Regions from separate parts of the Mus musculus genome. Here all the other regions are linked to region 1. The links are chromatin contacts, called in public HiCAR-type, HiChIP or PLAC-seq, capture Hi-C and promoter capture Hi-C maps. All regions are on one chromosome and are shown on one strand. The core of a region is the stretch at or near the end of the contact, and the rest is flanking DNA. Distances in the headings are between cores, read along the strand shown.

The links. Promoter capture Hi-C pulls out the DNA fragments that hold promoters and counts their contacts. HiCAR-type assays count read pairs that join an accessible place to other places. HiChIP or PLAC-seq counts read pairs in DNA pulled down with a chosen protein or histone mark. Capture Hi-C pulls out chosen DNA fragments and counts their contacts.
Region 2: a contact with region 1 is called in a promoter capture Hi-C map of second pharyngeal arch cranial neural crest, with 5 times the contacts expected there. The contact joins the enhancer-like site here to the promoter of Zfp330 in region 1. A contact is called at or near these places in 4 of 39 promoter capture datasets (hippocampal neurons, liver, neutrophils and 1 more) and 2 of 115 datasets of contacts at active chromatin or transcription factors (astrocytes and large pre-B cells).
Region 3: a contact with region 1 is called in a HiCAR-type map of astrocytes, with 7 times the contacts expected there. The contact joins the enhancer-like site here to the promoter of Zfp330 in region 1. A contact is called at or near these places in 10 of 39 promoter capture datasets (the 3T3-L1 cell line, the HPC-7 cell line, cranial neural crest and 5 more), 1 of 484 Hi-C or Micro-C datasets (bone marrow-derived macrophages), 5 of 115 datasets of contacts at active chromatin or transcription factors (astrocytes, bone marrow-derived macrophages, embryonic forebrain and 2 more) and 2 of 9 other capture datasets (adipose tissue and embryonic stem cells).
Region 4: a contact with region 1 is called in a FOXA1 HiChIP or PLAC-seq map of pancreatic cancer cells. The contact joins the enhancer-like site here to the promoter of Zfp330 in region 1. A contact is called at or near these places in 4 of 39 promoter capture datasets (the 3T3-L1 cell line, hippocampal neurons, liver and 1 more), 4 of 115 datasets of contacts at active chromatin or transcription factors (astrocytes, embryonic stem cells, memory CD8 T cells and 1 more) and 1 of 9 other capture datasets (liver).
Region 5: a FOXA1 HiChIP or PLAC-seq map of pancreatic cancer cells shows a contact between it and region 1. The contact joins the enhancer-like site here to the promoter of Zfp330 in region 1. A contact is called at or near these places in 8 of 39 promoter capture datasets (the 3T3-L1 cell line, the HPC-7 cell line, cranial neural crest and 5 more), 1 of 484 Hi-C or Micro-C datasets (the C2C12 cell line), 9 of 115 datasets of contacts at active chromatin or transcription factors (the NIH/3T3 cell line, astrocytes, bone marrow-derived macrophages and 6 more) and 1 of 9 other capture datasets (liver).
Region 6: a contact with region 1 is called in a HiCAR-type map of astrocytes, with 5 times the contacts expected there. The contact joins the promoter of Scoc here to the promoter of Zfp330 in region 1. A contact is called at or near these places in 10 of 39 promoter capture datasets (the 3T3-L1 cell line, 3T3-L1-derived adipocytes, the C10 cell line and 6 more), 3 of 484 Hi-C or Micro-C datasets (embryonic stem cells and muscle stem cells) and 5 of 115 datasets of contacts at active chromatin or transcription factors (astrocytes, embryonic stem cells, fibro-adipogenic progenitors and 2 more).
Region 7: a contact with region 1 is called in a capture Hi-C map of embryonic stem cells, with 2.7 times the contacts expected there. The contact joins the promoter of Clgn here to the promoter of Zfp330 in region 1. A contact is called at or near these places in 1 of 39 promoter capture datasets (stem cell-derived epiblast-like cells), 3 of 115 datasets of contacts at active chromatin or transcription factors (all in embryonic stem cells) and 1 of 9 other capture datasets (embryonic stem cells).

What each region holds. Positions count from the first base shown.
Region 1 is chr8:82,772,046-82,775,744 of GRCm38.p6, reverse strand. Zfp330 (zinc finger protein 330) reads left to right here and starts at 1,600. Exons shown (of 10, transcript NM_145600.2): 1 at 1,600-1,688; 2 at 2,734-2,865. The coding sequence starts at 2,746.
Region 2 is chr8:81,783,298-81,786,996 of GRCm38.p6, reverse strand. The region is part of intron 7 of Inpp4b (inositol polyphosphate-4-phosphatase, type II); the gene reads right to left. Among named protein-coding and RNA genes, the nearest start is that of Gm25267, 370 kb to the left of the region's middle. Within about 2 kb of position 1,981, at least 14 of the 459 cell types and tissues checked have an H3K27ac peak or open chromatin away from gene starts, as enhancers often do. A contact at or near this core is called in second pharyngeal arch cranial neural crest, where this site is marked.
Region 3 is chr8:81,810,433-81,814,131 of GRCm38.p6, reverse strand. The region is part of intron 7 of Inpp4b (inositol polyphosphate-4-phosphatase, type II); the gene reads right to left. Among named protein-coding and RNA genes, the nearest start is that of Gm25267, 340 kb to the left of the region's middle. Within about 2 kb of position 1,956, at least 48 of the 459 cell types and tissues checked have an H3K27ac peak or open chromatin away from gene starts, as enhancers often do.
Region 4 is chr8:81,838,574-81,842,272 of GRCm38.p6, reverse strand. All of the region lies in intron 7 of Inpp4b (inositol polyphosphate-4-phosphatase, type II), which reads right to left. Among named protein-coding and RNA genes, the nearest start is that of Gm25267, 310 kb to the left of the region's middle. Within about 2 kb of position 1,607, at least 18 of the 459 cell types and tissues checked have an H3K27ac peak or open chromatin away from gene starts, as enhancers often do. A contact at or near this core is called in pancreatic cancer cells, where this site is marked.
Region 5 is chr8:81,865,615-81,869,313 of GRCm38.p6, reverse strand. All of the region lies in intron 8 of Inpp4b (inositol polyphosphate-4-phosphatase, type II), which reads right to left. Among named protein-coding and RNA genes, the nearest start is that of Gm25267, 290 kb to the left of the region's middle. Within about 2 kb of position 2,108, at least 62 of the 459 cell types and tissues checked have an H3K27ac peak or open chromatin away from gene starts, as enhancers often do. A contact at or near this core is called in the C2C12 cell line, the NIH/3T3 cell line, pancreatic cancer cells and 1 more, where this site is marked.
Region 6 is chr8:83,440,820-83,444,518 of GRCm38.p6, reverse strand. Scoc (short coiled-coil protein) reads left to right here and starts at 1,857. Exons shown (of 4, transcript NM_019708.4): 1 at 1,857-2,097.
Region 7 is chr8:83,388,054-83,391,752 of GRCm38.p6, reverse strand. It overlaps Clgn (calmegin), which reads right to left and starts at 1,911. Exons shown (of 15, transcript NM_009904.4): 1 at 1,653-1,911. Gm32377 (a long non-coding RNA gene) reads left to right here and starts at 2,264. Exons shown (of 5, transcript XR_878991.3): 1 at 2,264-2,342.

The DNA of each region.
Region 1 (3,699 bases), core at 351-2,850:
ATACAAAGAGGAGATGGTGATGTCTGTTGAAATTGATATAAGTGGTGGAAGCTTGAAGAAAACAAGTATGTTTTGATTATGATTAAATATTGTGGTAAATGGGAATAAGAGATTAGGGAACTATAGGAGGACAGAAGGGGAATCCTGAGAGGCTTGAGTTTAGTGACATAGACTCCTGTTTATGTATCAGCACCCCATCCCCCAAAACCCCACCCAGAAAATCAATAGGAGGGAAAAGGTACATCATTTAATGATCAGTAGTACAAAAACTATGATAAAAACTGTGACTAATGAGATGGGACTGTTTTATTAAGTAGAACTTGCAGAAAAAAAGACTGAAAAGGATGACTAAACAAGAGAATACAGAACAGAGCACAGGGTAGGAGCCTAGTAAGCCAAGACATTCATATTTCATTGACAAAACTGAGCTCTCTTCAGAGAAAGGCTTGAGGTGTGGTTATGAAAGCGAATTCCTGGAGTGCAGCAAAGATGATAACAGAAGGGGTTGGAAAAAAAGAGAGAGACCAAAACGAGTTGTCTTCCATTGGGATGTGAATGTGGTAAAGACAGAAGATGGCCTTGTTGGACATCAGTGGGAGGAGAGGCCCTTGGCCCTGAGGGTGTTTGATGTGTAGGAGAATGCAAGGGCTGGAAGCCAGGAGTGGGTGGGTGGATAGGGGAGCACCCTCAAAGAGGCAGAGGGAGGGGGATGGGATAGGGAGTTTTTGGAGGGGAGACCTGGAAAGGGAAAAACATTTGAAATGTAAATAAAAAAATATAAAAAAAAGTGGGTGGATATAACACAGCTCCACTCAAATATAGAAGGTGATAGGCAGTAAGTGATACTCACATGCAGTACTGGGAGTAATGTCAAGAACTTCCTCCCCAAAGGTAAGGTGGGAGTGAGAGTGGAACATTTACCTTCAGTGTTATTTAAAGCAAACAGTCTTGTAGGGAAGCATAGTTAGATCTCAGCCTCGGAGCAGAAGCAGAGAACGTGGGAGGATTTGCTCACAATGGAACAGAATGCACACAGCAGAGGCCAAGCAAGACACCTCCGAACTCAGTGTTGTGAGACATTAAAAAAAGCGGGGGTGGGTGGGTGGGGGGGAGGAGTGGAGGGCTCTGCAGTTTCCTGTGAGCACGCCTATAATCCTAGTGCTGAGAGACAGAGGTAATGGAGTCGTGGCTTCAAGGCCAGGGTTCCATTCATTATGTCTCAGAAAATAACAACAACAAAAATTAAAAATGTGCCATGTGAGGCTTGTCAGGCTCCCAGAAAGGAAAAGGATTTCAGAAGAGTCAGGCAAAAAATTGCTAGCAAAGTTCTTGTTCTCCTCTCAAAATTTTTTGTGGGCTCGTCTTTCTTTTCCTTTTGGACTTTTTAGCTCTCTGAGTTAAATAATAAAATCAGAATGACATAGCAGAGGCCTTGAGATGCGGCAGCTCTCTGCCCTCTACTTTCTTTGCAACGCTGGAGCCTCTTTCCATTGTAGCAAGTCCACTTCCGGGAAGGCGGGTCCTCCCCGAGGAGGGGGCGGAACATGCGGGATTCTTCCTGTTGACGTGTTCAACCTGGGCGCTCTGACATAGCAGGATATCCGGTCTCGCTCCCACCGTTGGAAACGGGCTGCTTCTGCCGTTCTAGCCCGCGGCTCGCCCTCTCCTCCGCGTCCTCGGCCACTGCGGTGAGTGGCGCGTCCCCGTGAGGCCGCGCGACGTGGGTGGGTCTGGAGAACGTGAGGGGCCCTCGGGCTGCTGGCGGGTCGCGAGCCGCGTGGCTCTTCCCGCGCCCCCGCCTCCTGGCCTCCCAGAGCCTGGAACCCAATGTCGCTCTGCTGTCACCAGGATCTAAGCTTGAACTCAAAGAAATCTCTCCTCGTTGGCACAAACAGATTCGAGGAAAAAAATAGGTCTGAGATGTCTTAGTGGGTACAGAATTCATCCACGGTCACCCGTGGCCACTCAGCCACATGCTCCAGACTTCCCTTTTAAACACTGAAGGAAGGCCCCGTGGCGTGGCCAGCATGATTAACCACTGATTAGCTCTGAAGACTGTCCTGTCCGAAAGGATTGGGGCACCAGAGTGAGAACACAGAAGCCTGGTTGTCTCTGTTGTAGTTTTTCTGTGTGCTGAAAACCAGCACTGTAAGGTTTGATGTCTGTGTGGGAAACAAACTCCAAAGCATCTGACTTGTCGAAACTGTTGCATCTAGGCACGAGGGACAGGCAGCGAAAGCCACTGTAGTACCTTAGTCTCTTAAGAGAAAATGGGTTTGTTTGCGGTCAGGCCTTGGGTTGCTGGTTATTTGTTTAGATACCATGTAGGTGACAGTGTACTGTATAATACTGTATGTCAACAGCATTAGGGCTGAGACTGTATAGCTCAAAATGGTTATTTCAACTTGGCACAAAACAAATATTTTTAGTCATTTCTTACTAATGGTGCATACATAGGTTTTTTTGAGTGAAGAGAATAATTAGGGTGAGAAAACAATTACTCTAGCTGTTTGGTTGAGGTCCTTGATGCTTATGCTGTGTGAGAGTTTGGAAGCCCAGAGGAGGGCCTTAGTTTAGGAGCCTGCAGCTGGAATAATGTGTGTGTAATGTTGCTAAAGGCTTCAGATGGGATGAGGTGCATTTAAAATTGAAAGACTGATTTAATATTTAAGGAAAGTATAGATGCTGTGTGACTGAACGCATCAATTATACCTTTCCTGTTTTCTTGTTTAGAAAGAAGGGAACATGCCGAAGAAAAAGACCGGTGCGAGGAAGAAGGCAGAGAACCGCCGAGAACGCGAGAAACAACTGCGAGCATCAAGAAGTACTGTCGACCTAGCCAAACACCCATGCAATGCTTCAATGGTGAGAGCTTTTTAAAGCAATGGCTGGTGGCTGAATGGAGGACTCTGTAGTACCATATATAGGTACCTAAAAAACATGATCAACTATGGTGTGCCCCTGTGAAGAACCTGTTAAAGGTGTCCTCAGTATTTTACTGAGTAACAATGATATTTTTATTGTTGTTAGAGTATGTATTATCAAGCCTGGCGTATCATGAATTACTGGTGACAATAGATGTTGAAGGCGAATGGGTGACAGGAACTGAGTGGGAGGCTCCAGCTTTTTTTATATATTCTTTAGCTCAGTTTTGATCATTTTCTCCTAGCCAGTCTCCATTCACTGAGTACCCTGATTTTTAGACATTTCCCATGTTCTTAACTAATTTGCTAGTCTTGAAAAAGTCAGATTGTTTTAAAATACTTCATTTTCATGACTTAATTTAGCAAATGTTTATCATTCAGGGGACCGAGTGTTCTGCCTGGGACTCTGGGTGCACCAATAATGGCAGATGATGGCAGATGGCGCACCTCCCTCTTTTGTATGTTTGTAGGATTCCCTAGTGTGTACTACTTTCTAGGACTCATTTGTTTATGAATGACAGAAACAATTTAACCTAGGGAAAAGCACCTCACTACCATAGTCCCTCCAAGTAGTGAGAAGAAGAAAGGAGCTAAGACTTGGGGACAGCTAGGCCTTGGGCCGCCCTCTGCTCTTGTTTCTTTGGCTCCTTCTGCCCCTGAGGATTGCCATGTTTTATTTGTGCAGCTTCTTGGTTTCTGGTCGAGTGCTTATATCGACCATATCTCCTATTGTGGAGGTCACAGACAAAGATTTCTCATAGGTTGGGCTCGTGCC
Region 2 (3,699 bases), core at 732-3,231, 990 kb after region 1:
CATATTTTGCTTATGGTACTCTTAGTCAAATAGTCATGAAATATTAACAAGAATGGCTTTCCCTCTTTGATGTGTGTAACAACTGTAATCTAGAGAGAATGTCACCATTTACCAAGAGAAGCAACTGAGCAAGCTGTTCTTTCAAAAGACATATAATAGGAACCACATCGAAGCTACTGAGCAAGAAAATGAACAAGAAAAGTATTACAAAGGTATGCCATTCAGCTAGGACTGTGCACAAGAAACAGAATTTCCCAGCTACTCAGTAGGAATTGCTGAGATGTATTTATGAACAAACAATAGAGAAATAGAGAAAACAATGGCCTAAGGAAGAAAACAAGAAAGAGAGGCCCATTGGACATGCAAACTTTATATGCCCCAGTACAGGGGAACGCCAGGGCCATAAAAGGGGAGTGAGTGGGTAGGGGAGAGGGGGTGGGTGGCTATGGGGGACTTTTGGTATAGCATTGCAAATGTAAATGAGCGAAATACCTAATAAAAAATGGAAAAAAAAAAGAATGGAGATTCAGACCAAAAAAAAAAAAAAAAAAGAGAAGTTCCCTCAAATGGACACTGAGGTAGGCTTTGTAAGGGAAGGAGGTACATGTAGAAAGAGGCATGTAGCTCTTGGACATTTCTCCAAAAGTAATGGAGAGAGAGAGAGAGAGAGAGAGAGAGAGAGAGAGAGAGAGAGAGAGAGAGAGAGAGAGAGAGAGAGAGAGAGAGAGAGAAACAGGAGAGGGAGAGGAGAGAGAACAGGAGATGGAGATGGAGATGGAGAGGGAGAGGGAGAGGGAGAGGGAGAGGGAGAGGGAGAGGGAGAGGGAGAGGGAGAGGGAGAGGGAGAGGGAGAGAAGCTGGGAGGAAACACAGAAGGAGAGGAGGGAGGAATGGCAAAGGATGGGGAAGAGAAGAAGGAAGGAAAAAGTGGAGAAGGAAAAGTTAAAGGAGTAAAAACCGAAAGAAGAAAAGGAAGGGAACCTGGAATCCCCACACATCTCAATGAAAGCTTTCCTTGACAGTATTCTCAAGAAGGAAAAAAACAAACTTCAGGTCAGGATCAGATAGATTCCCTCTAGTCTGTTATGTCCCATGTCTAAGAAACTAAAGACACAGCCCTGTGATACACCTGTGGTAGCAATGCACATAGCAGGAGCTTAAACAACGCTAGCATTTAGGAAGTCAAAGGGTTAAGATTTTGCAGACACCTGATCAGTATTCAAACTCATTTGTTAATCCCCGGTGTCTATCTTTATAATAGTTGCCAGCTTGGGGTCATGTACTGCAGTTTGCTTTGAATCCCTGCCCTCACCTCCCATACTGAGAGACACAGTGCACTGTGCCTGTGCTCTAGTGCAGCATGTGTAGAGTTCTAAAACCCTTCCTCTAAAGCAAAGTGCATTAACAATAAAAAGTAGCTCAGACTCGGTGAGCCTCCAAATCATGAGATCTATATTCTTATTTATGGAAAAGAACAAAGGTAGACCTACAACAGGCAGAAAATAAGACCGGACACTGGTTCTGCACTGGGGAACATGGGCGAAAGGTGATTGCCAGGCAGGCCTCCCTCACTAAGTCTTCAACGACATTTCCAATGTGGCTCTGGCCCTCTGCTAGGAATGTGTGCCTCAGAAGGCGACAGTTTCCAAGAGCAAAGAGTAAAGTTGATGAGAAACGGTGTTTAGTTCTCCCTCTCCAGGTAGAAGCAATGAGTGCAGTCTCAGGCTGGAAGTAACAACCCTGGAGTATTTATTGCCCCTTCCTACTTGATGGCACTAGACAGAATCTCACAATTGCTTATTTAGGTTTTTATATTCTGAACCAAAATCTTAGCTTCTGCACCCACCTACCAAATCTACAAATGCAGGCATTCACACATGTAAGGGCATCTGGACATGAAATAGAGCCAGTTTTCAACTGAGTCATTTCTTTTCTTTGCTAGAACAGGGCTCTGTCCCAAACAGCTGCTGACTCTAACAACTACTGTTTTGAAAGGCTGACTCTGTGTGCTACAACCTAGTGGAAACAGTCTGACTGAAGAGCAGAGGCCCAGATGGGTTATAACTTCTATTTTTGCATACATAGCTAACAGAGCAGTGCCCTTTCATAGAGCTGAAGGTGAGAAGACGAATGGAGTTAGCAACTTTTGAACGTCTAAGGCTCTGGAACCCTGCGACAGTAAATCTAGAATCCTTAGAGAAATATTTTTTGTAAAATGATTAGAGATGTTCCCATTGACGCTCAAAATATATGATAAAACACTCCCATGGAAAATATGACAGATACATGTAGAATGAATTTGATTTAGCATGTTACTCACTGACATGTTATCATTTAAGTGTTAAGAGCACAGACTCTGGAGCTGAGCAGCTACTCAAACCTTAACTTTTAGTTAAGGTCTCATGAAACTTGGATGAATGCTTTCTCTGCCTGTGCCTCAGGATCCTTACTTAGACAATGAGGATCATCCAATGGTGTCTCTCTCCTTTTGGCATATTCTAGAGGTTAAGTGAAAAAACATGAGATACAGAATACCAGATGGCTTGTTATCCCATCATGCTTGTTTGTTAGTTGGCATGATAGAGCATAGTATGTGAAAAATGCAATGTTATGATGGTCAGTATGGGGAAGATTGCATTCTTAAAATATAAATAGCTGAGCATGGTGGCACATGACTGTAGTTCCAGCTACTATATTCTTGTGAGACTGAAATTGAAGGGAGGTTCACTTAAACTCGAGTTTGAAATTAGCTTGGGAAAGATAGTGAGAATTGAAATAATTAATAATAATAAAAATAATAATAATAGTTCAAAGAAGAAGGGAGGAGGAGGAGAAGGAGGAGGAGGAGGAGGAGGAGAAGGAGAAGGAGAAGGAGAAGGAGAAGGAGAAGGAGAAGAAGAAGAAGAAGAAGAAGAAGAAGAAGAAGAAGAAGAAGAAGAAGAAGAAGAAGAAGAAGAAGAAGAGGAAGAAGAAGAAGAAAAAGAAACCTTCTCTGGTTATTATTAAAACAAACACTTTTCCATTGTTAATTACAGGATTAAGTACAACTGAAGATAAAAGACTGAACTAATGAGATGGCTCAGAGGGAAGATACACCTGCTGCCAAGCTTGATGCCCTTGGTTTAACCTGAAACTCATATGATGGAAGGAGAAAACCAGACCTCAAAGTTGTCCTCTGATCTCTCTATGTGCCCCTGAGAGCCTGCCCTGCCCTACTTAATAAAAACATGTAGCAATTGTTTTAATTATAGAAGATGAAGGCCTGCAGTAACAACAACTTGTTCTTATTGAACAGCGACTGTTTTGCAATGATGATCTTTACTTTGTCTTTACAAACTTATTCTAGTTCTCCCTCGTTATACTAACTTGTCAATGGAAATCCAGATACACTAAGTGACTTGGCCCCTGTTCACAAAATCAAAGATTGGAGCCCAGATATTAATCCAATGCACAAGCTTAACAGTAATGTCAGAGTGCTTTTTAAAGAATCAGTGTGCTTTCATGTTAACATTCACTTATGTAAACGAGCTGGATTTGTCATTAGCAAAAGTGAATATTTTTGAAGACGTAAAATAGTGACATTGATTTGTAATAAAAGGGGGAGCTTTCCAGACTGCAGTGTTGCTGAGCTGATTCAAGCAAATGGCATGCATGCCACTGCCAAGTGACATTTCTGGCTCAGTCTTCCTTCTATCCTTC
Region 3 (3,699 bases), core at 707-3,206, 960 kb after region 1:
GTGTTCTAAGAGACTGACACTTTTTTCTAGACCTCACAGCCAGAGTTAATACTACACTATGAGTTCACTTACGATTTAAGACTGCTATCCCATTGGGTTCTCAGTTGTTTGTTTAACCTGCCATTAAGAGACCCTGGGAACCACCAGCCTTACCTGCCTGGATTCCTCTGTGTAATCAGCTCTACCACCTAAGCTAATGACTAATTTTAATTTTAAATTGTGTATTCATCTATGTCCCTGACCCAGAGAGCAATGCATATGGATATGTGTGAGTGTTATGGTAATAGTTTGCTGAAAACAGCAGACAGAGTGAAATTGACCTTATCCAACAAATATCTACCATAAATATTGGGGAAAGCATATGGAAGATGCTTGATAACACAATGTTTGCAGTAGTGAGTTCTTTGGGGTCAGTTGAAGTAAATAACTTAATCCCTTGTTTAAAAAGCAACTGTTAAAGATTTCTGTAAAGCATCATTCCTCTCCCATGTGGTAGTCTCTCTGCCGTCCAATAACCGGAGAACAAAGTTTTTGTTAAGAGACTCACTCAGAGCAAACACAGACAGGTTACAGAAAGGCCAGCTACAAACTACAGACAGATGGAAAGCATAGGGAGAAATGGAAAATTCGAACTTGGACTCACTCTTGGGCAAATGAACCCAGGAAGAAGTCTGAAATTTCATCCCTTAATTTGACATGGAGGGTACAGAGACCTGTGATTCTGAGAAGGTTAACAGGACATGAGAAACACCATAACTCCAAATGCTGTCCTTTAATTATGAAGCAACAGGCACAATTATGTGACTGTAAAAGACCATGGAAAGCAAAGATACTCTTAGGTCCATCTTGGGAATAATAGTCTTCCATCCTGAAGTCTTAGCTTATGATACAGCAGAGGGTTGAGACCCACCCTACCCCTGTTTCCCGAGGGGATACCAGAAAGTCTGTACATTCATCAATCATAAGTCAATTATTTTCTATTAATTGTTTTGACTGAAGGTGAAAATAACGTGGCAATATTCACCTACTTAAAGAACTCAAGGCATTAGCATACAGATGTGCCAAGATAAGGTTTGATCAAAAAAAAGGTATTTCTGAAATATTTTCCTTTACAGGATAAATCAGATTAGTAATCAATTAGGAGTTAAAATCAGGTTTGCATCCATCACCAGCAGAGAATGATGGAGGAGAAGCATGGAATCAGTAGATGGAAGGCCTTTTGAATATCTATCTCTTTCTTACTTTCCTTTGCAATACTGGGGTTAACCCAGAATGTTAGGCATAAGAGACACATTTTTTTTTCCCCAATGAGCCAGGGCCCTGTTCAAATAATTCACAAGTGTCAATCTAGAATATAAGAACTAACTTCATCTTTCTAAACAGGAGTTTGATGATGGGCTAATTCAAGCAGTAATACTTCCTGCCTGCAGACCAGAAGTGGCCTGACTCAGGACAGCTATGCCTAAAATATCTCTAGTAAGGAATCCACAAAAGAGCAGTTCCCTGTAAGGCCACAGCAGGTCACCAGAGTAAAGCCATATTGTCCCCTGAGCCCCCAGAGTTCTCTTCACTGCCTCCTCCCAGGCAAAGCTACTCTGTTGGTGCTCAAAGGGGCTAAAAAACATTCACAGCCTGGGGATGCTGCAAACTGAAGGGTTGCTGAAGAAGCTGGTATTTAGCTCTCAGCCTTGCCAGCATCAGGAGTGGAGCAGCTGTGAGTTTTCCAGGGTTTTTTATTTTATTTTTTCAATTTTTTTTTACAACTTCTTCCCTTCAGCAAGAAAGATTTGTTGTTTCCCTGCCAGACTCCTGCTACATTTGTCTGTTTATTAGCTTAGCTGCATACTCTGTCTAGTAGCCAAGATCGTCATGGCGATAGCCACTTGTTTACAATCTGTGTTTAAATAAATTAACTCCCAGTCAATTATCAGCTACATATCTTTATTTCAATAGAAACTCCGACATCACAGAAGACAGGCCTCTTAGTGGAGGTAATCCCAGACAACAAGAATGACCAGCACAGAAGATGAAAGGAACATTGCAGGACCATTTCCCAAATCAAAGGAAAAAGAAATCTATTGTAAAAAGGGATGTTATTTTCACAGTTTCCCTCCCTCCACCCTCCCTCCTTCCCTCCCTCCCTCCCTCCATCCACCTTCCCTCCTCTCTTTCTCTCTCCCTGTAAGCAAGGTTGCTAGGAATCCAGATCTACTTTTTCATAGCAATTTAGCACCACACGATCCTGCAGATCTTTAGCTGAGTCAAAGGACTATCATCAAACTACTTAGAAAGACAGCAAGATTTAGACTAGCAGTCACAGGGATTGGTTCTTATCTCTTACAGAGACAAAAGACCAGTTCTCTAAAACATGTGAAGCACAGGCTTCTTTATATCATTAATAGTTTCTGAAAATATTCAATAATTTCTTACAATGTCTTTGAAGAAAATGCATGGGAGTAAAAAGGAATATAGAAATCACTCTATCAATCTGGTATTATAAAATATTTTCCATAACTGTTACACCCTCATTAATGTATTTATCACTACTTTATAATAGCAAAATAAGCATATTACTCACAAGCCATTGAGCCTCAACCATGAGTAGACCTCATGTGATGTAAACACTGGTTAAGTACTATTGGGAACCTTTCTGACAACATTGAAGTCATTTAAGAATACCTATTCCACTGTTATTTTTTCAAGATTTAAGAGAGCTAGAATGTTAATGCTTACAAAATTATGGTTTTACTCTCAAGATTAAATTTGCATTTCTTGTTGCAAAGCATTTTACCAATCTTCTCAATCTAAGCTCCAAGTCCAGAATGGAAAGAAGGGCCTGAGACTCCCCAGATTATGTTTCCACTGTCACAACTGTTTCTTCTTTAGGCTTTCTTAATAGGGAACGTCTGTAAACACTGAAAGATGCTGTCTCTCTCTCTCACTGATCACCCTTCTGCCTGTCCTCCCTGCAGTGGCGCTGAGACCACCTGGCAGTATTTCCAGCGCTGCAGCACTATTCCAAACCTGCTAGGGCCACCCCTGGGCCAGCCTTTCCTGCTCCCTATGTGAAGTCTTTGCTCTCAGGCCTCAGCCAGGGTTACTGCCAACACTCATTGGATATCAGTTAAAGCCAACTCCACTGGTCATTTCCTTCCAAAGTCCAAGTGTTGGTAGTGTTTCCTGTTGTCTCCCTTCTGTTGCCTGGGACCTCAATGTCAATTTAAAGGGCTCATTTGACATTTTCTAGAGCCACAGGAGCTTCTGGCATAATAAATGATTCCTTTAAATACTGTATTCAGATAGGTAGTGTGGTTGCCTTCTCCCTGGGCAGGAGGACTGTGATAACTCTCCTAGAGAGTTAGAGTAGTTGCCACTGTCTTTACTTCACATACCTAACATTTGCTTAACCTTTTGGTAGAATGGAAGAAACCCTGGGACTTGAACTCAGAATTCAAGCTTCAATGCCAGTAATGTTCCTGCAGAAATTCTTTGCACCTATAAAATATGCAAAGTACTTTAAAAACTACCCTGACAGTCAAACCTTTAAAAAGAATATGGGAGATACCCTGGGAAACATGGATATTTAGAGCAGATCTTCTGTATTATGCAAACTCTAAGTTAATTTTCATATCAAGACTCTCTAGTTGCAATCACTCCTGACAATAGGTTGAGATGTATACCCATTAGAGCAGCAATGCC
Region 4 (3,699 bases), core at 358-2,857, 930 kb after region 1:
ACAAGTCCAGCATGGCCCATTAAACTCTTATATTCATGAGACTTTTATTATTCCTTATAAATATGACTAAGCAAGAAAAGAAAGAAAAGTCTATATCCGATGTACATAGAAAATTAAAGGTATATGGGCTACTTTGCTAATATTCTGTGTATGTGTGTTTCTATTTGTGAAGGGGAAAGAGAAAGGGAAGAAGACAAGAGAAAAAGAACTTTTTATTTATTTTAAATAATAAAAGGTTAAGTACGGGTTTGTATAGTTTTAAAACATTTGAGTTGATACAGTTGATATCATGGTACAGTTTTTCCTACATCAATACATTCTACTACATATCAGCACTGCTGTGTGAAGAACAGTGGCTTGCCAGTGAATAGAACCTCTGTCTTCTTTTGGGGGCTCTAGTGGTTAGTGGCTGTGACAAATAGGAACCATTCAAGTACAATATATTAAGTGCTACAATAGAAATGTGAGCATTTACTCTTGACATTTAGACAGGAGACTAATGACTCAGCCTGTGGCTACCAGGGCGGGCTGCAGAGAAGAGGTGCTTAGGGTCTTGAAAGACAAGAGGAGTTTTCAGCAAGGAAGAGTACAATGAAGCATAAGGGGTGTAAGGTAATAAGTATGCACCACATGGCTGCTAATGTCCAACTGCCTCTGCGAAGACTTTGTACTGAGGATGCTTCAGGGAACTTGCAAGGAAGTGACTTGAGTTAAATAGGTTTGGAGAAGTAGGTAGGACCAAAATATTTATAAGGCTGTGATATTATATAATTGGCACTTTTTCTTTATATACTTCTTCCAGGCAACAGAAAATCGGGGGTAGCTATTGGGACAAGCACTTGAGTTATCCCAACACCTGAGAGCTCTCAGCCCTTGTTTTGCTGTCTTGGTGTTGACTTTCTAACATAAGATTAGTATAAGTCATTGTATGGTATCCTTTGCAGTCTTTGGAGGCATTTGAGGCTAGAAAGGGGAGGTAAGAAGTGAGAGCAGAGCTAAGGGAATTAAATAAATAAGCAGAAAGGATTGCAGCAACAGAGAAACAGAAAGAAGGCAGAGGAACTTAGAACAACAGAGAAATAAAGATGCTGGAGAGGAAATGTGTCACTGATAACATAGTTATGGAATGTAAGGAGCCAGGGCTGGTACTGCAGTATGTTCTAGTTCCTCATCATGCCATGCCTCCTGAGAATTAGTGGCCTTTCTTGGGAATTCATTTTTTGGTCTTATTCACATTTTTTTTCTTTGTCTTCAATGTGCTTCTCCAAGATTTTTCCCACAACACACAATTGTTCATGCAACTATCCAGTCAAAGCCCTTCCAGCTTTGGTCTAGAGGTTTATGACAACAAACAAATCAAGGTGGATCTGGTGATGGGTGTGACCAGATGCTTGCCCACACTGTGAGAGACATCTTGCTTGTCCCCTAAGTTCATATAAAGCAAATTGCCCTCCTGTCTTCTTTTAAAAACCCCTATCAATCCCAAAAGTTCAAGGTTCATGTATGTTAACTTGGAAATGATAAACACAGGTAGTTTACTTTGATATGATAACCATATGCTAGCAGGCAGTGAGTAATCCTGACTCATCAGCTTCCTGCAGACTACTCTGCCAACATTTAAAGCTTCCAGGAGCTCTAGTATATGGCTGCAGTAGGGGAATATAGCACATTCAAGCTCATATACACAGAGGAAAACTCCTGAAGCTAGTTAATCTTATTATACAGAACATGGATGCCTCTGTCCCATGGGAGAAGACTACTGAAGTTTCACTGGCCATGAAATGACTAAGCCTATGGCAGTACAATCTGCTGGAGATCTAGAGCCAGCCAAGGAGAAGGCCATAATATCCAGAATTTGTCCCTGGCTGCATTTTTTCAGAGCTCACATAGGTCCATTTCTGTATTGATAGGTATGAATGAAGCAAGCTCCTCTAGATAGATATAGATGGGAATACCCATTAAAGAGCATACATCCTCCACAAAGAATATGGTCCAACCTGGCAATGTATTTGGAAGTGAATTTGATACAGAATCAGAGTCTGTTTCATAACATAAACGCTACTCTAGACCCCCGTTGAGATCAGTAATGAATCCCTGATATTGAAACATGAAATTAAGATAGGGAAAAATGTCTACCTCCTCCAGAGGTATAACTATCCTGTAAACAAGTGTCTTAGGACTCAGGTGTGAGCCCCTAACTCAACCCCACCACCAACAGCATATGTCAGGAATATCTGTTGCATCTACGTGGAGAATTTCTCGAGAGGGTTTGGTATGCCTTCAGACTTAGAGAGCCAAGTCTCCACATAGCCACATGAGAGAAAGTCATCAGCTAATGGCCAGTAACCAGCGTGTCTCTATATTAACTGGCATAGAGCTTTGTACAGCTTTGAACTCCAGACGTGGGGTGACTGGTTTTCCAGGCGGATCTCACAAGGCTGTGGTCCAAGGACAAGCTGCCTATGTTGGCATTCAGAGGCTCCACTAGGAAAGATCTGGTCCCTAACCATCCACAGACTGTAAGTCAAATGGAATATGCTTCACAGCTGTAGAAGAGAGGCCTTCATTTTCTGGAAGACTGTCAGCTGAAACAAATGAAAATGCCAGAGGCCTCATGTTTGTGCTTCTTAACGTGTGGCCTCCTCCATGGTCAAATTGAGCACTAGAAAAGTCTTTGTATTATCATTTCTTTATCATGAAAACACTGAAATTTTTCTCCTTTTGAAATATATAATATCTAAGTGTTACACACACCTCTCTACTGTGCAGTAGCTCACCAGGATGTTTTACCTCTATATATCTCTAACTTATTTCCAATTGATCAATCTTCTCTACCTGTGGCTGCCTGAATTCTCCGCAATGAGTTGTAAGCACCATTTTACTCTCAGGCTCCGTGATGTAATCATTCTCTTAAGTGGAGCCATGTAGGCCGATGGAAAAATAAGAGGAATGCTATCATTCTGGGCACTCTGTGGACTGTGCGGCGGAGGGAAAATCTCACAGCACACTTTGATTCTGCCTTCCATGATGACCAACGAAGAGCTTTCAGCAGAAGGCACACATTTGATATTTACACCTCTTTCAGAAGCCAATGTAACTCTATTCTCATTTGTTTTAAATGGAAGTTCACAGTCAGATTGTAGTGGTGATAAAATAAAACAAAATAGCTCATGCTAGATCTTTTCCCCTACATTAATCCCCGCAAATATATATCAAGCCTTTATTATGGTCTAATCAGCATTATAGAAACTATAGATCTCAGAAAGGTAAAGGCTAATAAGACAAAGGGGTTCTTTTGTTTTGTTTGTTTTTGTTTTGTATTTTTTGTGGACTTTCTTTTGCAGGGGATATTGTTATTTGTTTATTTTGTTTTGTTTTCTATTTGTTTGTTTGTTTGTCCATGGACAATAAGGATTACCTGGTTATTTAAGAGGCAAACTTTAAAAAAATAATTGATAATAATTTTGAACTTAATAAAATACATCAATGAGTCTGAGACAGTAAATGATTCCACTATTGCTCAATTTTTCTGTTGAGCAGAGAACATGCAATATGTGAAAATTTAAATGGTTTTGACAATAGAATGAATCTATCAATGTGGAAATATGGTCCTCGGCATCTTGGGGCCCCATTTTGAAGTTCATCCCGAATACTTCCAGTTTACTAGCTCATTTGTGAGGATTGTAGAGACATTTCTAC
Region 5 (3,699 bases), core at 859-3,358, 910 kb after region 1:
GTCACATTTGGGATGAATTCATCTCTCCTTATTTCCTTCCTTGAGTTCTTCTCATAGACTATATTGTCTATATAGCAGCAGGCGCTCCCCTACATGTCTCCTCTGTGCTGGGTTATTCTGCTCTTTATGTATAAAGAAAATGTTTTCTTCAAAGCATCTCATCTTCTCCCTTTAGAGTACACACATTATCTGCAATGTTCTGATCCATGGTGTGCTTCCAAATTACTTCTACAGTGAATTCTTCGCTTCTCAGATGTGACCAGGGAATCGTTTATTACCAAGAAAGATAGGCAAACTTCCTCCTATAACTCCCTTCAGAGCCTGTTAAATACTTTATTTCCAGAATATTTCAAGCAAGAAGTATATATGCAAAGTGTCTTCATATTCTGTGAGGGGAGTTCACAGGCATGGGCTATACAGACTATACAAGACTCAGGCCTTGTACTGATCAATCCTCAATGTCAACTTGTCTGGATTTAGACTCTCCATGGAAAAGTACTTTTGGGCAGGTTAAAAAAATTTTTTTAAATGGTGGGAAAGACTTGATCTTCCTCTGCTTCCTGATTATGGACACATAAACAGCTTCATCACGGTCTTCTCTCTTGCCTCCCCTAGTATGATGGTCTGTACTCTCAAATTGTAAAGCAATATAAGCTCTGCCTTAAGGTGTGTTTGCCATGTGCTTGATCACAGCACCAAAACAACAACAACAACAACAAAAACAAAAGCCTTTTTTTACACAGCTGTGAGCAGTGTGCGGGTCACACAAACTGTGTTCCTATCTACAGATTCGTGTCCATTTTCATCTGGATGACTATATTGTCAAATGCCGACACCTGTCTCAATTCTTGCCTTCTTTTAAGCACACCAATCTCTTTAACTGGGCTTCACTCCTCACAAGGTCTGTGAGCATCATTCTACAGACCTGAGTATCGCACCTGTTGCTTTCAGAGGTGGAGTCATTGTTATGCTTGGATTTTTACTAGCAACAAGAAAATGCATAGGACACACAGCAAGTGCATTGTCTGACGTTATTTAAAGAACTGTAGCAAAATCTTGCAACACTCATTTTAGTCTAGACCAACTACCATTCTAGCCACTACTTTGCTCTCTCAGAGTTCTGGAGGCTGTAGTGTGAACTTATAGTACCAGAGTGGCTAAATTCTGCAGGGGGCTCTCATTTGGCTTGCAGTTGGCTGCCTTCAGCTATGTCCTCACACAGGGAAAGGGAACAAGTTCTCAGCACCTCCTATGTGAATGCAAATCCCAGGAATCTCCCAGCCTATCAACCCATAAAGACCCCACGTTGCCTTCCACACATGGCATCTGTTGTGTCACACAACACTTGGAAGACTTCTCGCCAAGGAACCATTATTCAATGTTTGGTACACTTAGACTGTCTCACAGAGAATTTTGTACTCACGTAGACATTTATTATGTTTTACAAAATAATCAAATACAGAGTATATATCACTTTATACATATTGTTTATATGTGGTGAGAACATCAGATTATATAGGATATATAGATATCTGTCTTCTAACCACATAGTTATCCCTGAGAATCATGAGCTTAAGTAATAACTGCCCAAGAAGCAGAGTAGCCCAGAGCCCTTTGGAGTATCATTCTCTGATTTACTTCATTGTGAGGGCAGTGTATGACAAAGGCAAGAATGTATTAATCAGCCTAGGATCAATTAAATCCCATTTTTGAAAAAAGAGAAAAAAAAAACAAAACAAAACAGAAAGCAAATGTGGTCTAGGTTTTATGGAAATCTCAGATTGATGCTCCTAACCGTAATAGTGTGCAGTGTTCATTATAGACTGTGTAACAGGCACTATTACAATTGCATCACATTCAATATATCTAAAAATATAAACTACCTGATATTCTTAGCTCCAGTTACAGGCATTTTTTGTGAGACTTTCTGAGAACCCAAACTAGTGCCTCTGTTTCTCCATTCCTAAAACTTCTTTAAAGTAACCAACATGCCAGTCCTACAGTCTGCTGCAGAATCTCATGAGTCACATGGATGTGGTGACTGAACACAGATGACTCAAAAATTGAAGAGAAAACTCTCCCGGAGTGACTACTCATGTGTAATTATAACTCATTGCTTTGCTCTCCGCTTTCAGGCTCCCCCACGGCTGCATGAGTAACCTGAAGCCTCTGCTTAAAACCAATCCCAGTTAACATGTCTGGAAAGTTCTCTGATTCTTTCTGACTCACCTCCTTGCAGGAGGGCACAGGACAGAAAGGCTAGCTCTCTCTGAAGACAGAAGTGCAAGATGTAAAAATAGGAAAAACACATTTACAGAAAGGGCACATATTCCCATTTTTAGTCTCTCTGATCATAAAATTCAAATAAAATGTTGCCTCCTGTATTATTTTATATTCAGGACTGGGCATTTTGACATTCTAAGACTTCAAAGACATTGCAAAGATAATCTGTCAGGAACTACTACAATTCCATAATAAATATTATAAGATGAGCCAGATGTATTTTTACAATTTTCCTCATTCTACAGTCTTCATTTCACTTACAACTTTTGCCAATCTATTCTTCAAGTGACTTTGTAATGAAAAAACAAAAATAACAAAACATAGCCATTAAGTAGTATCTGATTCATGATGAAGGTTTCGGAGACAAAGATGACATGGGAGAAAAATTCCCTCCTTGTGATCAAATGATAAGCTCATTGACGTTAAACCTGGCACATGCATGTATAATTTAGCTCTCTTACTGGTGTTATTCTCGGAACTAGATAGGTTGGAGAATTTAAGCAAAGTAATTAGTTCCTGGTGACAGTAACTTCTTTCGTTAGAGTCTCAACTGATCCTTCCGTGCTCTTAAATGCCAATGCACTCATGCCCTGCAGAAATCCATCTGTACTGGAACTAGTGGCCAATCTCAGAAGCCAAGGCATTTAGTGTCTGTGGGCAATTTGCCCAACAACAACCTTAGGAGACCACTCTCCTATTTACCATGCAAGCCCCTGATAAATCTTCAATTTGATTTTAGATAAGAGAACAGCATTTTCCATGCAAATGTAATAAGTTCCAAATACTTTGACAAGTAACTCACTCATCTGACTACAGGCAAGGCTGACAGTAGACATCTCCCACTGTAGCATGGCATTGAGGAAAATAACCCTGTTATGGTGGTTTTAACTGTGTTTATTTACACATTTATTTATTTTGTGGTGCTGAGCAGTTGCCATGTGCCTGAATGTGGGTACAAATATCATGCCTGAGAAAGGACAGCTTGCTGGAACTGCTTCTCTCTTTCCAGCGTGTAGGCCCATAAAATCAAACTTAGGTTGTCAGGATTAGCAGCAAGCACCTTCACCTACTGAGCCAGATTCCTGGCCCCTTAGCTATGATTCTATTAGAAGCCAGTAAGATCGCATTCCACAACAGCAGTACTCACTGAATTCCAGTTAGTGAGTCAACACGGAGGTCCTGGACTCAAGAGGCTGTCAGAGGAAACAAGGTTTACAAAGGAAGGTCATTCCCCTGTGCTCCCAGCCTGTACTTTCAATCACTCTTACATGTGAATATTAAATAGGACAGATAATTAATCAACAGAAAATCCAAAGATAGCCTCATGGGAAACAGCTAAGAGCTGGTGACCTTCTTGTGACTGCTCAGACTCTTATTAGCTGGGCTGGATCATAAATGATGAGCTCAAAGGAAAGA
Region 6 (3,699 bases), core at 608-3,107, 670 kb before region 1:
ACCCCATGACTCACAGTTTGCTTGAAGTATGTATTTTAATTTCCAGTTATTCAGGAATTTCAAAATATCTCTTCTTGATTTCAAACTTAATTTCTAGGTAGGCAGAGAAAATAATTTGTATGATTCCAACTGTGTAAGCTATTCTAAATTTATTGATGTTTCTTTTCAGGCAACAGATCAGTTGGGGGGCTGGAGAGGTGATCAAGAACTGTTCCTATGTAGAGAACACAAGTTTGGGTCATAGCACCAATGCTGCATGGCTCACAAAAGTTTGTAACTCCAGCTCCAGAGAATCAGATAACACCCTGTTTGGGTTCAGAGGGCTCATCACTCATGTGCACACTGGCACACATGCACACACACATATACATACATATACACATACATATAATTAAAAAAAAAAGAAGGGGTTGGAGAGATAGTTCAGCAGTTAAGAGCACTGGCAGCTTTTCCAGAGGATCCAGGTTCAATTTCCAGCGCCTACATACATGGCAGCTCACAATGTCTGTAACTCCAGTTCCAGGAGATCCAACACTCTTTTCTGGCGTCCTCAGGCACCAGGTACCCAAGTGTTTCAGAGAAATAAATGCAAGTAAAATATACATACAATAAAAAATTAAAACCAAAAACAAATTTTCAGGCCCATTTCTATGACTGGCCCATGTGCATTTGAAAAGAAAGTGTGTTCTTCACTATCTTGGAAAATCCCATCCTTCTTTGAATGTTGCCCATATTCATTCTATTTTGTTGGCACTCCTCTTAGCGTTACCTGGGGTTTCCCTCTCTTCCCATATTCTCCTTCCTTCAAATCCTGAATTGTAGTCCAAGCCTAATACTTTCGTCTCAAACACTAAATGGTAGGTACTTTATTTATAAAGGATTACGGTCACGTGTTAGCAAATCCTGCTTGATTGGTTTAAGATACCCGGGAGTTGTAGAAATGGCTCAGAAGTTAACAGTACTTATTGCTCTTTCACGGGAAGCTGAGTTGAGTTCTCATCATCCTCACCAAATGGTTCACAGCCACCTGTAACCCCAATCCCAGGGGTCTGATTCCCTCTTCTGGCATCTGCAGGCACCTTGCACAGGCACAAGCAAGTACATACACACCGCTACATATTCATGCAATTAAAAATAGAACCTTATATAAGAAAGAAAAGCCAAGAAGAAAGTATTTGTAAGCTGGCCTCTACAGCTCAGAGGTTTTGATAAAGTCAAAGCAAGAATGCTTTGCAGGTAAGAATATACTGTGGTCACTGACCGCTAACAGCAAGATACTTGTTTCAAAGGTTAGGTTATAATGAAGTGTCACGAAAATCACCTAGCAACCCAAAGTCTGGCATTGTACATGTACACTTGAATAAGAAACACAATTTTAATTAAGCCTTGGGTTTTCTGAGACTGAGATCAGGAGACTGCTGATCTAAGGAATCATGACGTGGTCGGGTGAACGGAAGTTTAAAAATTGTCCTGAATATGGGGTACGAAGAGAAACATCCATTAATGGTATATGCTTTGTGCGTTATCTAATTTTAGAAGTGGGGAAAAAGGAAACCGTGCTTTTAGAATCGAGGGGGGAGGGCGCTGCACTGTTCTGCTCACTCTGTTCTTGAATGTGAACGAAATATCTCTCTCCTAGAGTCTGGTCACGGCAATTTCCAGAAATTCTGTCTCTGTTTCCCTCCCTCTCTCCCCGTCTCTCTTTTTTTAACCTAGAGTGACTTTCCACCCCACTTTCCAGGTTCCTGGCGAGACAAAAGATGCTCAGCGAGGACCGCTTTCTTAGGCGCATCTTCTCTTCTGCGCCGTGATTGGTCGCTGCTTTTTTAGGACACGCCCAAAAATCCTGATTGGTCGTCAATGCCCTTTTGTTAGGGCAAAGGTGGACCCCGGTGCTCTGCCACAGGCCTGTCGAGGCGTCCAGCAGCCAGTGCGCAGGCGTGCAATTTCCAGTTAGGATTGGTGGGAGGACGCCTCCTCGCTCGGCGCACGCTCCGTGGGCGGGAAGGGCGGGGCTGACGCTGTCAGTTGGTCGGAGAGCCGCGCGGCCTGAGGCTTCCTACCCATCCCGCCTCTTCCCGGCGCTTCAGACGCAAGGTGAGGCGGCTCGGGGCGGCGAGGGCTGGGCCTGGGAGACCGCCGAGGCCCTGTGGGGCGGGGCGGGATGGAACGGGAACCCGGGCGGCGGCCTGGGTGCTGGATTGCGGCGCCGCGAGGCCCGACATCCCGCCGAGCGCTGCGCAGCCACCTTCCCGGCCCCACGCCGCGGGCTCAGTGGGAAGAGCCCGGCGGTGCGGGACCGGGACGCCGTGGGGGTGCGATGGGACCGGGTAGTAGGAGAAGACGCTCTGCTGCCCGAGCTACCTTCCAGTTCGCCGCAATTCTTCTGCTTCAGCCTCTCGAGTGCTAGGATTGCTTTGCAGGCGTGGTGGCCCGTGCATGTCTGGGGTGGGACGTCTTTGCTAGAACCTGGGTTTGTTTCTTTGTCAGCTTTTCTCAGGCGTCCTGCGGAACAAATATTGAGGAGTAAGGTTTGGGAAGGAGAAATCATAGTTTCCCGAAAAGCCAAGGTTTCTGTTACACCACCAGAGACAGACGTCGCAATAGCCAGAAGGACAGAGGTCCCCAAACCGTTATCCGTTTCTGCGACTCAAAGCTGTGCGTAGGAATCCTAGTGTCTGTATGCTCCAATGATTAAACTGGATGCAGCTAGCTCCCCGGGGATCTAACTTAAGTTTGATCCTTATTGACGATGTAGTTCCTCGATTTCCATCGATTTTGAAAGCCCTAAAATGTCAAAGCAGAACATGAACAGATTAGAAACATCACACTGGAGTGGATGCAGATGAAATTTTATATTTGTTTTGTTTGTGGAAACGCCAAAGGAGTTGAGTTTTTCAAACTCAGTTTAGGACCTTAATAATATCTTGGCTATGAAACATGAGGCAAGGCCTCTAGCCTTTATAAGGCTTAGTATCCACATCTGTGAATTGCATTTTCTTTCTGTTGTGATAAAACTATATATGTAAAGTGTTCAGTGCATTCCTGTAGTGCATTGGACTTTTAAATTTAAAAAACTATTGCTGGTGAGTGGATGATGGATGGAAAACATTAATTGCAGGTTCAAGAGAAGTCTGGTGGTTGAGTTTGAAAGGATATTAGGGAAATGTCAAACTCATATCTGAGATGTTAAGGCCAGCCGAGGTGGAATGATGGGAAAAGCAGAGTGGACATTGACTATATCCTTGATTCTGGATGGACTACTGTGATGTGAATTAAGCCACTCTCAGATTAGGCCAGGAGTTCTAATATGAGGCCTTTGGCCACATGATTTTTCTAAAGTTTCTTCTGTGGTCAAAACAAGAGAGTAGAGATGAGAAGGTCTGTTAACATCTGTTGAATACTTACTAAGTACACAAACACATAGCTGGATGTATTAAATTCCCAGAACAAACCCATAAGATGCAGTTATTAGGCCCATTTTATGGATGAGGATGCTGAGGCTGAGATTTTTTTAATTATATATTTTCTTTTTTTATATTTCAAATGTTATCCCCTTTCCTAGTTTTCCCTCCGAAGATCTCCTCCCCCATCGCTCCCTAACCCACCTACTCCCATTCCTGGTCCTGGCATTCCCCTATACTGGGTCATAGAAACTTCACAGGACCAAGGGCCTCTCCTCCCATTGATGGCCGACTA
Region 7 (3,699 bases), core at 662-3,161, 620 kb before region 1:
GCCCCCCAAAACGAAGCAAAATAGACAGAATATAGTCTCACTGGTCCCCTGGGGTGTGAATAGGAGGGCATTTGTGGAATGAACACATTTTGATCCCTCAGCCTTCATTAGGGACCTAGCCTTCCTGACAGATACTAGTAAGTTGTTGTTCAGTGTCATGTCCACTCCTGCTAACCTTTATAACCAACCCCTGCCATCTTGTAAGCCTGGTGTTTGTGAGAAAAAAAAAAACAATTCTTAAATTAGACTCTACTTTAAAAAATGTTTAGTAATTATGATCATATACTGCCCCTTCCATGACTCATTCTTTCATTCTGAATATTTGCTATATATCTACCCATCTATATCGATATCTATCTATACACACACATACACATATACTTTAATTACATGTATGTGTTTCTCTTTTGTGGTTATGTACACGTATGTGTGGGTGCCAGAGGAGGCCAGAAAAGGGCATTCGAAAGCTCCCTGCCCTTGATACCTTGTCACTAAGTGACTAACACTGTTGTTCAAAGGACAACTGAACTGGTTCCCTTCTCTGGGCCTCTTGTCACCCATGAGTTGAGAGAAAGTCCTATCAAAGCTGACAGTTCCTGTTTTCTAATTACATAATAAAGAAGGAAAGTTTAGTAGACACCAAACAAGCCCAGAGCCCTGAGCCCCCACCTGCTAGCTGCATATCCATCAGCACACGCCACCATTTACAGACAACAGACCAACAAGACCAATCAAAACAAGACAAAAAAGACTATCTTGAGTTTAAGGAACAGGATCAATGTGTCTGGATGACCAAACCAACAGACTGTAGACTAGAAAATGGTCAAAATTACAATTACCAAAAAAAGAGAGCTACCTAGGGAGATGTCAATTTTTCAGGGCAAGAAAAACAACCATGATTTACTATTCTGTTTCAACATAAATTAATCTTCGTCAGAGATATTGAACCATTGACCACCTAATTTTTAAATTTTTGTTTTGCCTAATTTGTTTATTTCTGTTTATACCTTCGGTCTCCAGCTCCCAACTTCCTAGCCTTTTGCTCTTTAACCCCAAACAAACCCCTGCATAGCTTCTTCCTCCTGGGTGGGGCAGATGCCACTTAAACTCAGCTAAAGTATCTGACTGATAGTAAACAGGCTTTAGATAATGAGACTCTAGTCATTAAGGTTTTCTGGATTCAACACAGGGCCGGTTACTCCCCAATGGCTCCTGTTAGGCTCCACCCAAGTGTCTAGGGAGTGGCCAGGATTCTCTGGCCACCTTAGCCAGGTTTGAGCGTGGGGGTGGGGGAGGTAGGGTTCTTTGGCTTCACAGAGAAGTGGGCTGCAAATGTGCCCAGGTTGGTTTTGTTGCATTTTCTAGAAAGATGCGAGAAGAACTCTCCAGGGATTGTGGTAGAGCTTCGTGGAACCGGGCCACACAGTGGCAACAGCAGCTGTGGCAACCGCTGGGATAACGGACTTGAGAGAGGCGCCAGGCTGGGCAGGGCAACCTGGCCTTCCCCAGTGTCAGGGAAGCAGAAGGAGGACCCAAGGGACTCAGGGTGGCGTCTCCCTCCATCCAGGGCTGATCTCTGTCCCCGAGGTTGGCAGAGCCCACCCAAGAGTCTAACTCCCACATTCATCCCTGAACTCATCCTCCAGCCTCACCTGGCCGCACCAAGCTAAGCCTTCTTCTAGTCTCAGAAGAGGATGCTGCGGGGCACCTGGATCCGATTTCTCACCCGGTCCCCAGAGAACAAGCCGCAGGAAGGCGGCCCGCGGTCTACACACCTGTCCTGCGGGCTTGTGTCCAGCAGCGGCAGCTCAGGTGTCCGACTGGCCGCTACTTGGTGCCCGGCGTCTCCCCAGAGCGATCCCGCCGGCAGCCGCCCAGCAGCGACTGCTAACTGCGCGTGCGCGAGCGGCCGCGCGGGAGGATGCAGGATGCAGAGGCAGCCCCAGTGCGCAAGCGGCCCGCTCAACCGCCGCTCGGGACCCAGCGGCCGCGCGCCTGGGGGGATGCGGTCCTTCCAACGTCAGTCCCTCTCTGGAGCTCAGGCTGCTGGCTCTGCAGACTGCTCAGTTCTTCGTGTCGCACCTTAATTGGTTCCCGGATGGATGATGAATAGATGGATGGTTTTGGGTTTTTTTGTTTTTCTTTCTCTTGTTTTGTTCTGATGACCTTAAACTTTTTGATCCTCCTTCCCTTCTTCCTGACTTTTGGATTTGCAACGCCACACTGTTATGCAGTAGTGATTGAAGCCCTCTTGGTGGGGTTATGCAAGCTCTGTATCAGTTGATCCACATCTTTTGTTTCCTCAATTTTATCTCAACGTTTTTAAAAGAGTGCCAGGGCAGGTGTGCCAAATTCATACGCTGAAATTTCCCTCTATATTTTTGTGTTTTAGTAGCTGATTGTTCATGGTTATCAACCGGGAAGCTTCCTATTTCACACATGCTCCTGGCTTGCTATTACATTATAAATGAAACTGTACATTTTCATTTTGTCAGTATTAATGTTAATAATTTGCCACAGACACATAATTGGTTTTTTATTAATCTTGAACACTCCTTGAAGGCATTACCTGCTTTTTTCTCTGTATGTTTACAATTCTGTATATTGTTTGTATCGTCTTAATTTGTGTGACCAAACTTTGAGTCTGTGTAAACGTTCTGTTTTCTGTTCATAAATGTTTGAAGTCTGCCCCTTGATTTAGGATCTGTCATTTTTTTGCTTGACTCAACTTTACTGTGGTTTCAATACAGTAATTTTAACTAACTGTCTTCATTCCTTATTAGGCACAAGCAACATTTTTAAAAACTTAACACACCTCCATCCAAGAGTCCATCCTATTTAGGCATAGAGTCTGTTTTATCCAGTCACTGTGTACAGTTACTGTGGTACCCAAATTGTCCTAGGTTTAACTGAAGGAGGTGTGAAGGGTTCTTTGGAAAGTCAGTTGGGTGGTGTTTTGCTGGGACAAACACTTGAAGGAGCATCTTGTTAAAGTGGACATAGGTGTGAAAGGCTACAGCAGACTCGTGAAGGAATGTTACACTGAAGCAGACACAGGAGAGAGGATGTTCTGCTAAAGCAAACATGTGAAAGGACACGTGATAAAGGATTCTTCGCTAATGACATATGTATTGGTGTGCCTTACATTGTGTAGTTGAGCTGTGTCTGTCGGGACTCCATAGAAACACATTAAAGAATTGTTGGTAGTGTGTTGTAGTTTTTGTTGCTTTTGCAGACTTGGGCTGATTGGCAGAGTGATGTCAGCTGAGACAGACGCACATGCTAAGGCAGGACCTGTGGAGGACACGTGATGTTTAGAGGGAGTATAAAAAGGACCCAACTAACAGTGACAGGGGTTGAGCTAGGCTTGCTTATCGAGCTAGCTGTGCAACATTTGTTAGTCACGAGTCTTTGTTGGTCTATGCTTGGTTGAGAGAGGCATAGTCAGAACTTTTCTTGGTGTTCCTCTTGGTCCCTCCTGCTGACTCAAGCCAAGGCTGAGGCCTGGCTGTCTCTGCTAGGTCATGCCACTGCTGTCGCTAACCTGACTCTACTAACCTGGACTGCTGGTGTATCTGTGAAGTGTTTGCGAGTGGATCGAGCTGCCGCTACTGACCTGTGACTTGAACTGTCCATTTCTAGACAGCACAGAAGTTGCTCCAAAGAACCTTTCTGGATAGGTTTATTGCTCCATATCTT